Linked DNA regions of Sus scrofa: regions 1 and 3 are each linked to region 2. A link is a contact called in public Hi-C data. All regions are on one chromosome and are shown on one strand. Each heading gives the region's core, a stretch centred on a gene start, on an enhancer-like site or on the middle of the called end of the contact. The rest is flanking DNA. Distances are from core to core; before and after follow the strand shown. Region 1 holds the start of AURKAIP1 (aurora kinase A-interacting protein). Region 2 holds the start of MIB2 (E3 ubiquitin-protein ligase MIB2). Region 3 holds the start of SCNN1D (amiloride-sensitive sodium channel subunit delta).

Region 1 (3,881 bases), core at 1,211-3,710, 130 kb after region 2:
CAAGGACTGCAAGTTCTCCGCACAGAAGCCCCGCAAGTCCCGCAGCCGCAGCTCCTCCCACTCTCGGAGCCGCTCAAGAGAGCGGGCAGATAATTCTGGAAAATACAAGAAAAAAAGTCACTACTACAGAGACCAGCGACGGGAACGTTCTCGATCTTACGAGCGAACAGGTCGTCGCTACGAGCGGGACCACCCTGGGCACAGCCGGCACCGGAGGTGAGGGATGGTCCCTCGGCGTGCACACCTCAGCCCCTGGCCCCGGGGCACGGCTCTTTCTTGGAAACGGCTGTTGACCCTGGGCCTCGAGATGACTTTGGAGACGGAATTGAGAGGAGGGCAAGGTGCCCTCAAGCCTGGCCCGGGCCCGGCCCCCACCTGTCCTGCAGAGCCCCCCACAGCAGCCGGCGGCCGAGGCCCGCGTCCTCGTGGTGTGGCTTGGTGCTAAGGACAAGCGGTCTCCACCCCTGTACCGACCCTCAATTACGTTAAACCAAGAAAATGACTCTTTGAACCTTTGCCTATATTAGGTTGTACTTATGTACGTATCTTGCAGTGTTTGACATGAGAAAATGGCCTTAACAGCCCCTCACTCCCTGCCCATGTTGTAAATAAACGTGTTTCGTACACGTTACAGCCGTATCGGAAAACTCAGAACTTGAATTCTGTCAGCTTAAAACATGTAGAGGATTCTGATTTTTTAAATGTGAAGGTATTTCGATCTGTGTTGAAAGTCCTATATTTTTATCTGCGACGCTGAGTGCAGGCCACCAGCTCCAATACTGAGGCATTTCGTATATATGCATTTTATGTGGTTAAATAAACACAGTTCTCTCTACTCAGGACATTTGGAACTTTAGAGAATTTGTGGTGTGTCCTCCTGCTTGCTGGATACCGGGCTCAGCCCGCAGCATCCGTTCTAGTGCTTTGTCTGCGCTGCCATCTCGAGCTCATTAAAGCGTTGGATTTTGTACTGCATGCCATGCGCCTGCTCTTCTGTGGAGCCTTGTCAGGGCTCCTGTCCTTGGGTAAAGGGAGCGTGTAAAGGACACAATGGTCCTGGGTCCCCTTACACCGGAGGGAGCTCGTTTGCGACCCACCAGGCTGTGTGTCAGGCTGGCGGCAGCTGGGAGCAAGGCTCCTGGTGTGGATCAGGGGCTGTCAGGGGCCTGTCACAGGACCTGGGTGAATTCTCTCCAGGCCACACTAGGGCCAGTGAGCCTGGGGGAAGGTGCCCAGTGTTAAAAAGCCAAGGAGGTGTCAAAGCGACGGGGTCAGCACCCACAATCCAGGTGGCTCACTCTTAAGACCAAACGTAAGTAAAAGACTGGGGAGGCCGGGCGGCTGGAGTGAGAGGGGCATTCCCACAGGTGGGACCCAGAAGCAGCCCCTGCCACTGAAGAGCAGGGTCATCACGTGACTCGGCTATAGCGCTGGGCCTGGAGGCTGCAGCTTCTGCCCTCCCACTGGCCTGCCCTCCACTCCCTGCTTAGCCAGGTTGGAGCCTGGGGGTGGCCAGGCCTGGCCACTTCCTGCTAAGACTCACTGGAAGGCCCTCCTACAGGACAAGCCTCTGAGCAGAGCCAGTGGGGCTCTCCCTACATCCCTTCCCTACCAGGCGTCCCTGCAGGTCATTCTGGGGATCCTGTCCACGCTAGCCAACTTCAGTGAGGACAACAGAGCCTTTCGGGACTAGACAGGTGAAGCCCTTCTGGTCCCCTACTCTTGAGGAGCAACGCTGAGTTCTAGCCGAACCGCAAGCTCCAGGGAGACTGCTTTTGGTTTTCGAACAAAATCTTAGGCACAGGATGGGAGTTTGCTTGCTCTAAAGGAAACAAAAACCCACCTATCCCGCTTTCTATCCTGCGTTAGACGCGGGGCCTCCTTCGCTTATCCAGACCGGCAGAGCGAGGAATCTGAAAGCCAAATGGAGGGGGCGGCGGGTCCCAAGACCCCCGAGATCTTACGGCGCCCCGGCGCCGCACTATTGGCTTTCGGGCTGCAGGAGCCCGGGCGCGCAGGCACCACGTGTCGGCCACCTTCCCTCCCATCCTCGCGAGGAGGGCTCGGGGGTAGGGGCCACGCCCGCAACCTCAGCGGCTCCTGATCCTTAGCCTCCCGCTCCAGCGGGCGCAGTAGCTCCCGCCACTTCTGTCGTCCCGCGAACTCTATTTCCGTGGCCGGGACAACATCCCTGTCGCAGCTCCGAAACGCCACTTCCGGCCGCCTGGACCAACTGGCCCTTGGCCAGTCGTGGAGGGAAGGGAGTTCGGGCCACTCAGGTGCAGACGGCATCGTTTGGGATTGTGGGAAATGTAGTTTTCTAGCCTTTGCTGGACACAGGCGGAACTGGCGATCTGGGAGCGGGGCGCGCGGGGGTGGGGGGGCGGTTCCTCCGGCCGGAAGCCGTCGATTTGGGGGCCCGTCTGGGTCTGCGCAGACAAGGAGCAGGGAGCCGTGATGCGCTAGGGGGCGCTGGGCGTAGGAACTGGCGGGCGGCCGCACGCGGGCTGGGGGTCGGTTTAGGGAAGGACCGGAAGTGCTTGAGCGCGGCGGCGGAATGGTCCGCTGCGTCTCTCGGCGGCGTCTGGGGAGGCTCGGCGTGCGGCCGCAGAGCTCGCGCTCCAGGGACAGCGAAGGCGGCCGTGGCCGGGTAGGGCTCGGGACCTGGAGCCCGAGCGTCGATCCCACTCGTGCGGTGGGCGCTTCGGGGTGAAGCTGAGGCTCAGGGAGGGTCGGTACCTGCCCGGAGTCGCGCAGCTGGGGAACGGCGGAGGCGGAGGTTTTGAGGGAGTCGTACTCGAAGTAACGTTCCCGTTGCGGGAGGGGGTGGTGAGAGCGACGGGAGGGGAGGCGGGGCGTGACCGCAGTCCTCGGAGTGACCTCGGCTCCCACCTGTGTTCCAGCTCTGCTGAGCACCCGGGCCCGCCGCCACACTCAAACCATGTTCCTGGTGCGCTTGACTTCCCAGCTGCTCAGGGCTGTTCCCGGGGCAGGTAAGAGGCCCCACGGGGGCGGACGGGCTGGATACGCACCTGGGGTTGGATGTGGGACTAGCAGCTCCGCTGCGCCCCGCTGCTGTATCTCACCCCCTGGAGCCGGGGGCCTGGCTGCACAAACAGCCCCTTAAGCTTCCAAGTGTCATAGTTTGGGCCTGAGAATGTAGTAGGCAGGGGTTCAGGCCAGTCTGCCGTGGAGGTTCTGCGCCCCAGGCCCGCTGGCCGTGCATAGGAGTGGTAACTGTGTCGGCTTGTTTATTGCAGGCCGCAGTGGGTCCCCGCGCGTCTCAGAGGTACTGGGCAGGCACGCCTGCAGGCCTCGCTACAGCACGCAGCCCCCAGGCCCCAGTGGGATTGCCTCTCTTCCTGGCAAGCACGTCCACCCAGAGCTTGAGGAGATGCTGGTCCCCAGGAAGATGTCCATCAGCCCGCTGGAGAGCTGGCTGACCATTCGCTACCTCCTGCCCAGACTGGGCGCTGGGACCCCAGGGACTGTGTCTCCAGCTCAGCTCTATCAATGTCCGCCTAGCCAGGTGGGGGAAGGGGTCAAGCAGGGGGATAAGGAGGTTCGGGACACACCCCAGATGCAGTGCAAAAACATCCTGAAGATCCGCCGGCGGAAGATGAATCACCACAAGTACCGCAAGCTGGTCAAGAGAACCCGGTTCCTGCGGCGGAAAGTCAGGGAAGGGCGCCTGAGACAGAAGCAGGTCAAGTTTGAGAGAGACTTGAAGCGCATCTGGCAGAAGGCAGGCTTGAAGGAAGCCCCTGCAGGCTGGCAGACCCCCAAGATCTATCTGAAGAACCAATGAGTCTGGAGGTGCGCATGGCGGCCCCCCCCCCCCCCCCCCGTTACTGCCCACCACCCATTGTAATAAAGAACCA
Region 2 (4,237 bases), core at 999-3,498:
TACAGTGAGAACACCAGATCCTTAACCTGCTGCACCACAAGGGAACTCCTACTAGTTTTTCTTAAGAAACTTCTAGCTTCTGAAAAGCAGAACTATTTCTCTCTCTTTTTTTGCATCCTTTAGAGCCCCACCCATGGCATATGGAGGTTCCCAGGATAGGGGCTGAATCAGAACTGTAGCTGCCAGCCTACACCACAGCCACAGCAATGCCAGATTCAAGCCACATCTGCGACCTACACCACAACTGCTAGCAACCCCAGATCCTTAACCCACTGAGCGAGGCCAGGAGTCAAACCCATGTCGTCATGGATAGGAGTCGGGTTTGTTACCACCGAGCTATGACGGGAACTCCCCAGAACTATTTCTAAAGCACTTGTTGAGACAGTATAGAAATAAAGGGTTGACCTTATTTTGACTATTTTATCAGAAAAAAAACTTTAAAAAGCTGCAGAGATTACGTCATATTGAGCCAGGAAGTTGGCAATTGCCTTTACTGAGCAAAATAAAGTTGCATGGAACTGAGACTGCTCTCAACAAAAGGCTGCCACTTCTCTCCTTGCACCTCCAGCTGAGCTGATGATGCTGTTTAAATCGACACCATATGTGGCACAGTCAACTGGCAAAACCTGGTGAATCACAGGCTCCTGTCCCATGGCAGCTCTGGCTAAGGCTGGGGAGAAAATCCCAGGTGCCCAGGGAGTCTGGCCCATTAAGAGCGAGTAAAGCCCTGAGACCTTACGTGGACCGTATGAGCACACCGGCTGAGGGAGACCCCCAGGAAGTACAGGGTGGGCATCACCTGAATTCTGGCCACCCAGATGGGAGCCCTCAGGCACCCAAGCACCGCACAGGACCTACCCTGGGCGGGAGCATGGCATTCAGATACTTGTTGCACCTGGAGCAACAGGCCAGAGGGAAATGGCCAGAGGAGGGGACCTGCCAGGAAGGGCCAGGTTTGCCAGGGCTCCCACTACCAGACTGCCTCATCCCCAGCCTGGCGGGTGCCCCCCGGGAGCCTATCTGGTACCTTTGCCTGCTTCAATTGATTCTGAGCTCAGAGAGAGGATTATTTACTTACACACATACACGCTCAAAAACAAGCCCAAGCCCCTCTGACATGGCATCAGAAGGAATCCAAGCTCGTCAACAGCTCACCTGTCTGGCTGTACGGTCGCTCCCCCCCCACCCCCGCCTTGAAACTAGTGCGCTACAGCTCTGATGCCTGGAGACGTGAGGAAGGGCCTCTAGCCCTGCTGAACTTCAGCGAAAGCCCTAAGCCATCTGACCCTGCGGGGCGGGGGGGGGGGAAGAGGCCAAGACGCAATTAGTACCCCGTTATATACGTGCCCATTCCCTGGAGCTGCCCCAGGGGGCTGCCTCCGGCCCTGCAGGGCTCCCTGGGGTCTGGGGCCGCCGGGAGTGGGGCCGAAGATTGACTCGGCTCTGCAGACGTCAGGGCCCCGCGCTGCACCCTGGGGGGCGCGGCCGGACAGGCCAGGCCGGTCGCCCACCCTTAACTGACCCTTCCTCACTCGCTCGGGTGCGCCCCGCCCCTGTCATTCGTCCCCCTTCTTTGAGAAGCCGCCCTCGCCGCTGCCGGACCATGGCCCCAGTCCCAATGCCCCAGTCGACCCCTTCACTTGCCCGGAAGTTTGCGTCCCGCCCGCTCCGCGCAGGGGCTCCGGGGGCCTGAGGAGCGCCGAGTCTGTCAGCCGGCCAGCTTCGACCTCAGTGTGTGTGACGCCTGGCCGGCGGGCTTCGACTGCTCAGAACCCGCCACCAGCCAGGCCGCCGCGCCACGCCGCGCCGAGCCCGAGCCCGAGCCCCCCGGCCGAAGCCACCCGAAGCCCCCGGCGCTTCAGGGTCTAGGGCCGCCGCGAGCCCTGCCGGGACTTGTAGTCCGCAGCTCCGAGACAGCGGCGGGGGGGGCAGGCCTGAACCACAACTCCCAGGAGGCTACGCGGCGCCGTGACGTAGTGCGCGTGTGGGCAGGATCTACGGACCCAGCCCCGCCCCGACAGCCTGAGGGGCCTCCATCCTTGCTTCCGCGGGAAGGATTCGGGTGGGCTCTGCGCCGCCCCAGACAGGGGACGCGACCACGTCCGCCGGCGCGCGCGCACGTCGGAGAGGGGGCGGACTGCGGGCTGCGGCGCCTCTCCGGGCTGTCACCACCGTGGCGCCCGTGCCCGGGAGGGCCTGCGGACACTACGGCCCCAGGCCTCCCCAGCTACCGAAGACGCGCACGCGCGGGCCCGGACGCGCGGACCAGGCGGCCACGACCTCGCCGCGAAGGGGCGTGGCCTGAACTGGGAGTGCGTCGCCCTCGCTGGCCTTACGTGGCGCACGCAGCCAGGTTCGGAAACGCGTTCGGTTGCCGTGGAGACATGATTGGTTCCGAGATGAATCTTAGTCACAGCCGTGGAGACGGAAGGGTTCAGAGATGAGTCGACGTCACAGCCAACACTTTTGATTTGAGTTACTTTAAAATAAGAGTAAGGCCAGTGCATTTTTTTTTTTTTTTTTTCTCGGCCGTACGCGTGGCTTATGGAAGTTCCTGGGCCAGGAATGGAAACCGAGCCTCAGCGGCGACCTACTCCACAGCTGCAGCAGTGGGATCTTTAATCCACTCCTCCTGGCAAGGATCAAACAAACCCCAGTGCATGGTTTTAATTGACGCAGAACTGAAGACTTAGGGAAAAACATTGGTCCTACGCCAGTCTGCCCAGAGGCGAATATTTCCAACCCTAATATCTTTTCCTGGACAGCAACCTCTTTCTAAACCTGAGAGCAGAGAGTGCTGGGGGTGGGGGAGGGAGTGTGGTTTGGCTGCACCTGCAGCATATGGAGGTTCCTGGGCCAAGGAATGAACCCGGGCCACAGCAGTGACCCGAGCCGCTGTAGTGTCAATGCTGGATCCTTAACCCTCTGTGCCACAAGATAACTCCTGGAAGTGCTGGTTTTTTCTTTTTTAGGGCTGCACCCTTCGCATATAGAAGTTCCCAGGCTAGGGGTCCAATCGGCGCTGCCACTGCCTACCTATGCCACAGCCATAGCAACACCAGATCAGAGCAGCATCTGTAACCTATGCCACAGCTTGTGGCAACACTGACTCCTTAACCCACTGAATGAGGCCAGAGGTGGAACCTGCATCCTCATAGATACTAGTTGGGTTTGTTACCAACGAACCACAATGAGAACTCCTGGAAGTGCTAGTTTTTGATGTATTAATTTTAGACATTTTTATAGGCTTCCCAGTGAGCTCAAAGAGAACCAGACTCTTAAAAGAACTCCTCACTCCCAGCCCATCCCGCAAAGGTACATTTTCCTGACTGTGTTTGAAATCATACAGCTCATCTCAGGAGTCACTGAAGCTCAGTTTCCTTATGCCTTGGTGTGGAGGGAATTCAACCAGAGGAAGCGATAGGTAAGAAGCGGGTTTGTTAATATAGGACTCTTGTGAAGGACATAAGCGGGCAGGCAAAAGCACTCTTCCCCAAGAATTAAGTGGGCTAAATTTCTGTAATCCAAGTCCACCACCTTCCTCTTCCCTTTTAAAAAATATTGCAGGGAGTTCCCGTCATGGTGCAGTGGGAACCATGAGGTTGCGGGTCGATCTCTGCCTCGCTGAGTGGGTTAAGGATCCCTCATTGCCCTGAGCTGTGGTGTAGGTTGCAGATGAGGCTCAGATCCAGCTTGCTGTGGTGTAGGCTGGCAGCTGCAGCTCCAATTTGATGCCTACCCTCAGAACTTCCATATGCCACAGGTGCGGCCCTAAAAATAAAAGCAAAAAAAAAAAATTAAAAATACATAAAAATGTTGTGGGGAAATGGGGTGCAAGAGGATGGTCACGCCCCACGACTTGGGGAAGTTCCTGGGACCGACCACTGTTGGGCTGCACACTGCAGGCCTGCAAGGCCCCATGCCTGTCCAGTTTCAAGACTAAAGAAAGAGCCTGGATGGAGTCCCCATCCTGGCACAGCGGAAACAAATCCGACTAGGAGCCATGAAGTTTGGGGTTCAATCCCTGGCCTTGCTCAGTGCATTAAGGATCTGGTGTTGCTGTGAGTTGTGCTGTGGGTCACAGATGTGGCTCTGGATCCCGCATTGTTGTGGCTGTGGTGTAGGCCAGCAGCTATAGCTCAGATTAGACCCCCAGCCTGGGAACCTCCATATGCCACAGGGGCGGCCCTAAAAAAACAAAAGACAAAAAAAAAAGACGACCCTGGAGTCAGCCACA
Region 3 (3,931 bases), core at 471-2,970, 220 kb after region 2:
GCCCTGCAGACTGTGGGTGCCTGGCGTGTCACAGGACCCTCGGGCTCTGCTCGTTCACTTGTGGGACAACTTGGAGTTGGCTCTAGGGACATTCTGGTGCAAGAGACCTGAAGTCTGAGCCCATGGGCTCTGTACGTGTTCTGGACACCCAGGGGGCATGGCAGAGGCCACCTGGGGCTGGTCCATCTGGAGTTCCTGTCCGCAGATGGGTGAGGAGTCTCCTGGGTGCCGTGGCAGAGCCTCCCCCATCGCCCAGGTGCTGACTGCAGGGTCAGGCAGGGACTCTGGTCACCACAGAGGCGGCGTCTGCAGGTACCGGCCAGCTGGGGTGGGGAGAGTGTGTGATGTGGCATGTGTGGGGTTTGGGGCCGGTCTGCATCTCCCTCACACCTGTGCTCCAACACCCTGATGCCTCAGGGCGGCCTCCTCCACATAACTTTCCAAGAGCTAAAAGCAGCGGGGCCATCCGGTGGCGTGGGGATAGCAGGGCCTGGAGGAGGCGGGGGAAGGCCAGATTCCCACGGGCGGACTCGCCTGGTCCTGGACGGCCGGACCATGGGCACCCCTTCCGGGATCCGCCCAGGGCCTGGGGCCAGCTCTGCGGTGGCCGTTCAGATCCCACCTGAGGGTGCCTGGGTGGGCAGACTTGAGGTGAGCGTGGCTGCTCCCCGTGGCTGCATCCACTGGTGCTAGGAATGTGGTCGGTTACCTCATTGCCTGAGAGGCAGTCCGGGCCGTGGTCAAGGGTGAGAACTTGCAGGTCTCTGCTCTCCTGCCCAGAGCCACGAGCTCCGCCCAGCCACGGTCTTCCAGATCTGTCGCGACCGAGGACCAGCCTGACAGCGTAGCAGCCTGTGCGGGAGCATCCGAGCCCCACTCACAGGAAGGGCAGGGGTAGTGTGCTGGCCTGCCCACTGACCAGCCCTCCCTCGGTCCAGGCCCCCACCTGCCTGCCACCTTCAGGTGCCTGCAAATACTCTTGGAGGCAGATGAGCAGCTCCAGGCCCTGCAGGAGGGCTCTCTCTATGTTGACGCTGTCCGGGGAACTTTGGCCTGGGCTCCCTGGGCCTCCCGGGGCCGCCCCACCTCCCTGCTCTGCCTCCCCTCCCCCAGGGCCAGGGAGGGGACCGTGGGAGCGGAGAGTTAGTCTCAGTGCAGTGTCCACTGGTGCATAATGACCCTATTCATGGGCCGTGTGGAAAATTCAGTTGGGAAACAGTGCAACTATTTTTACGAGGACAGTTCTCCCCGTGAGCAGAGGACCCCACCTGGCACAGGTTCTGGTGGGGCTCCCGGTCACTGTGGCCACACAAGGCCACCCAGGATTTGATTCTCAGGGCCCCCGGGGGTTCAGTCACGGGGGCCCAGCGACGCAGGGTGCCTCCCGTGCTCTCCTGTTAAGTGGGCACGATCCTTTGGCAGGGGGCCTTTGGGAGGGTCGGGGTCCCGGGGGAACTCTGGCGGGGCTCACGCTGGCACCGCGAGGCGGGGGGTCACCCTTTAACAGGGCCTGTCTTCCCGTAGAAGGCCGGGGGTCGTAAGGGGGGAACATGCGGGGTGGAAGGTACGGGGCTCTGCGGCCGCTGATTCTCCCCGGGGCCGCAGTGGCCCAGGGACGAACCGGCGATCTGCGGCCAACAGACCGGACCCGCCCGGCGTTCGGGCCCCGCCCCGCGGGGCTGCCCACCAGTGCGCACGCGTCGACTGCTTCCACCTCCCCGGGCGGGAGGCGGCAGCGAGAGGCCGGCTACTTCCGCCCAACCGCCTAGAGCGGCCGCCCCGGCAAACCGCGCCCCGGAACCGGAAGCGATTATGGTCCCGCCCCGCTAGTGGCCATCTTGGAAGCTAAGGCGGCGGCGGCGGCGGCGGCGGCGGCGGCGGCGGCGGCGGCGGCGGCGGCGGTCGGGTGGGCCCAGTCCCGGCGCGGTGCGGCTCTGCGGCACGGGCCCCGCTCTCCCGCTCCCTGCTCCGGCCTCGACCACGGCGAGCCTGAGCGCGGCGGCGGCCCACGCGCGGCGACGGGGAGAGGTGAGCGCGCGCCGCGGGCCTGCGCCGGAGCCTCGGCCGCGAGTCCGCCCCGCTGGAGCCGGCCAGGGTGGCGGGCGGCGGGCACGGGGTCTCCGCACAGCCCGACCCCGCTCCGTCTGTGCTCGCGGGGCCCGGCCTGGAGCTTCCATGCGCGGAACGCTAGGTCGGTTACGGTGGGGCGCCCGGGGCTCCGGGCCGGGTCGTCCTCCTGCCAGCTTGGGGATTCTGGTGGTCCCACGGCTGGTGTCCCACGGAAAGGCCTCCTGCCAGTGGCACACTTGCGGGCGCCGCCGGGACGAGCCGGCGTAGGGCTTGCTTTGTAAACATGTCCTGGGAGTCCGCGTTGACGAGGGCTGGTTGCTGTTGAGGCCGTCGACACTTCACACCTGAGCAGCTTTTTGAGTCCCAGCAGGAAGGCGCGAGCCTGCTTATTCCCCTTGGAACGGTAACCAATTGAAAAGCCAGGCGGCCGGAGTGGGACGCCGCAGTCGGGGGGCTCTGTTGCCGGCCGGCTAGTGTGGGCCCCGGGCAGGTTCTTCCCCTATGCCCGCCTGCTCTCCTTAGCTGCCCGTTGCCAGCACGGTCTCGAGAGCTCTGGCCAGTGTAAGCTTCTGGTCCCCTGTCCTGCTAGTAACACTTAGCTGACGTGTGTCCAGTTGAAATCCATTCCCAACCCCTTGTCGCGCCTGCCCCCGCTCCCCACCCCCAGGCGCCAAACAGTTAAGGAGAGGAGAGCCTGCTCCTGGTGGGAGGGGAGGTGGTCAGTGGGTAAGAACCCTCCGCGCGGTGGCTCTGGGCCCTGTTCTTTCCAGCTGAGTGACCTTCGGTGCTTGGATCTAGTTTTGGCAGAAGGGAACTTGAGAGTCCTGCTTAATTGAAAAGTCCAGTGTGTCTGCAGGCACAGTTGGACCCTGTGCCTACAACTTGGAGTCAGTAATCCTCCCTCAGCCCCCAGCCTCCATCTGGCTGTGAAACAGTCCCGGTGGGGAAGGGAAAGTCCTGGGCACGGGTGTGTCGCGTGCCCGTCCGTCGGTCAGGCCAAGGTCTCTGTCACAGCATCACTGAGTGCTCGGACCCCGGGCGGGAGCGATGCTAGGCCGCCGGCGGCGCCCTGTTTCCACTTGCTGCCCACGGGACTCTGTCACCTGCGGGCGTAGGCTTCGGTTGCTCTCCTTCAGCGTCTCTGCGCTAAAGTTTTGTTTGCCTCTGTTTTGTTTCGTCTGATGTTTTTTTTTCTGTGTCTGCACCCCGTTTCCTTCTGTGAATTACACCTTCTGTGTCTTTGTGTGGGGACTTGTCTTGAAGGGAGCTTGAGCCCCAGCTCATGTCCCGTGGAGGTGCTCTGGCTTCTGTAGGTGGGGAAAACTGGAAGAAACGGTCACACCTGAAGTCCCCTGGAGGGGCTGCGATGAGGCACAAGAAGGGTCATTAGAAGCCCTTTTAGCGGACTGAGGAGGTGTGTGAGAGGTAGGATCTTCAAGGTTGCGCACCTGAGAGCAAGAGTGAGCGGGAAGTCCGCGTGTGAGCAGCTAGGCCGGGTCTGTTTTAGGAATCGGGGAGGCGGACCGCGAACCTTCCTGAGGAGCCTGCCTGGCCACTTACTCCAGGCCAAGCACAGTTGTATTCGAATCGCCCAGCGAACTGGTGTGTGTGGCAGGGCGTTAACTTTGGGGTGAACGGTTAAAGGAAACAGCCCCTTAGAGTTCTTTGAAGGCACCCTGGGTTGGGTGGTGGTTCTGCTTTCAGATCGTGGCCGTGTTTGTTCCTAGATGTCGCCCCAGGCGAACCACTGGGCCCTTTGGCTCCTTGGGCTGGAGCTTGGGTCAGTGCTCTGCGGACCCTCCCCTTCCCAGGCGGACCTGTCGCTCCTGCTGTGGGCACACCAGCTGGGTCGCAGGGAGAC

The links. Hi-C and Micro-C count contacts between places; a contact is called where the count stands out from the background.
Region 1: a Hi-C map of liver shows a contact between it and region 2, with 8 times the contacts expected there. The contact joins the promoter of AURKAIP1 here to the promoter of MIB2 in region 2. A contact is called at or near these places in 1 of 5 promoter capture datasets (fetal skeletal muscle), 4 of 47 Hi-C or Micro-C datasets (heart right ventricle, liver and skeletal muscle) and 1 of 2 datasets of contacts at active chromatin or transcription factors (alveolar macrophages).
Region 3: a contact with region 2 is called in a Hi-C map of liver, with 6 times the contacts expected there. The contact joins the promoter of SCNN1D here to the promoter of MIB2 in region 2. A contact is called at or near these places in 2 of 47 Hi-C or Micro-C datasets (heart right ventricle and liver).

What each region holds. Positions count from the first base shown.
Region 1 is chr6:63,656,147-63,660,027 of Sscrofa11.1, reverse strand. It overlaps AURKAIP1 (aurora kinase A-interacting protein), which reads left to right and starts at 2,460. Exons shown (of 3, transcript XM_021097450.1): 1 at 2,460-2,650; 2 at 2,904-2,993; 3 at 3,261-3,881. The coding sequence starts at 2,942. The coding sequence ends at 3,808. It overlaps LOC110261342 (a long non-coding RNA gene), which reads right to left and starts at 2,353. Exons shown (of 2, transcript XR_002345410.1): 1 at 1,844-2,353; 2 at 1-95. It overlaps CCNL2 (cyclin-L2), which reads left to right. Exons shown (of 11, transcript XR_002345407.1): 11 at 1-975.
Region 2 is chr6:63,785,211-63,789,447 of Sscrofa11.1, reverse strand. It overlaps MIB2 (E3 ubiquitin-protein ligase MIB2), which reads right to left and starts at 2,248. Exons shown (of 20, transcript XM_021097467.1): 1 at 1,645-2,248. It overlaps LOC102160306, which reads left to right. Exons shown (of 5, transcript XM_021097587.1): 3 at 1,628-2,353; 4 at 3,247-3,424. The coding sequence ends at 3,424.
Region 3 is chr6:63,565,960-63,569,890 of Sscrofa11.1, reverse strand. It overlaps SCNN1D (amiloride-sensitive sodium channel subunit delta), which reads right to left and starts at 1,720. Exons shown (of 14, transcript XM_021097433.1): 1 at 710-1,720. UBE2J2 (ubiquitin-conjugating enzyme E2 J2) reads left to right here and starts at 1,811. Exons shown (of 7, transcript XM_003127491.4): 1 at 1,811-2,028.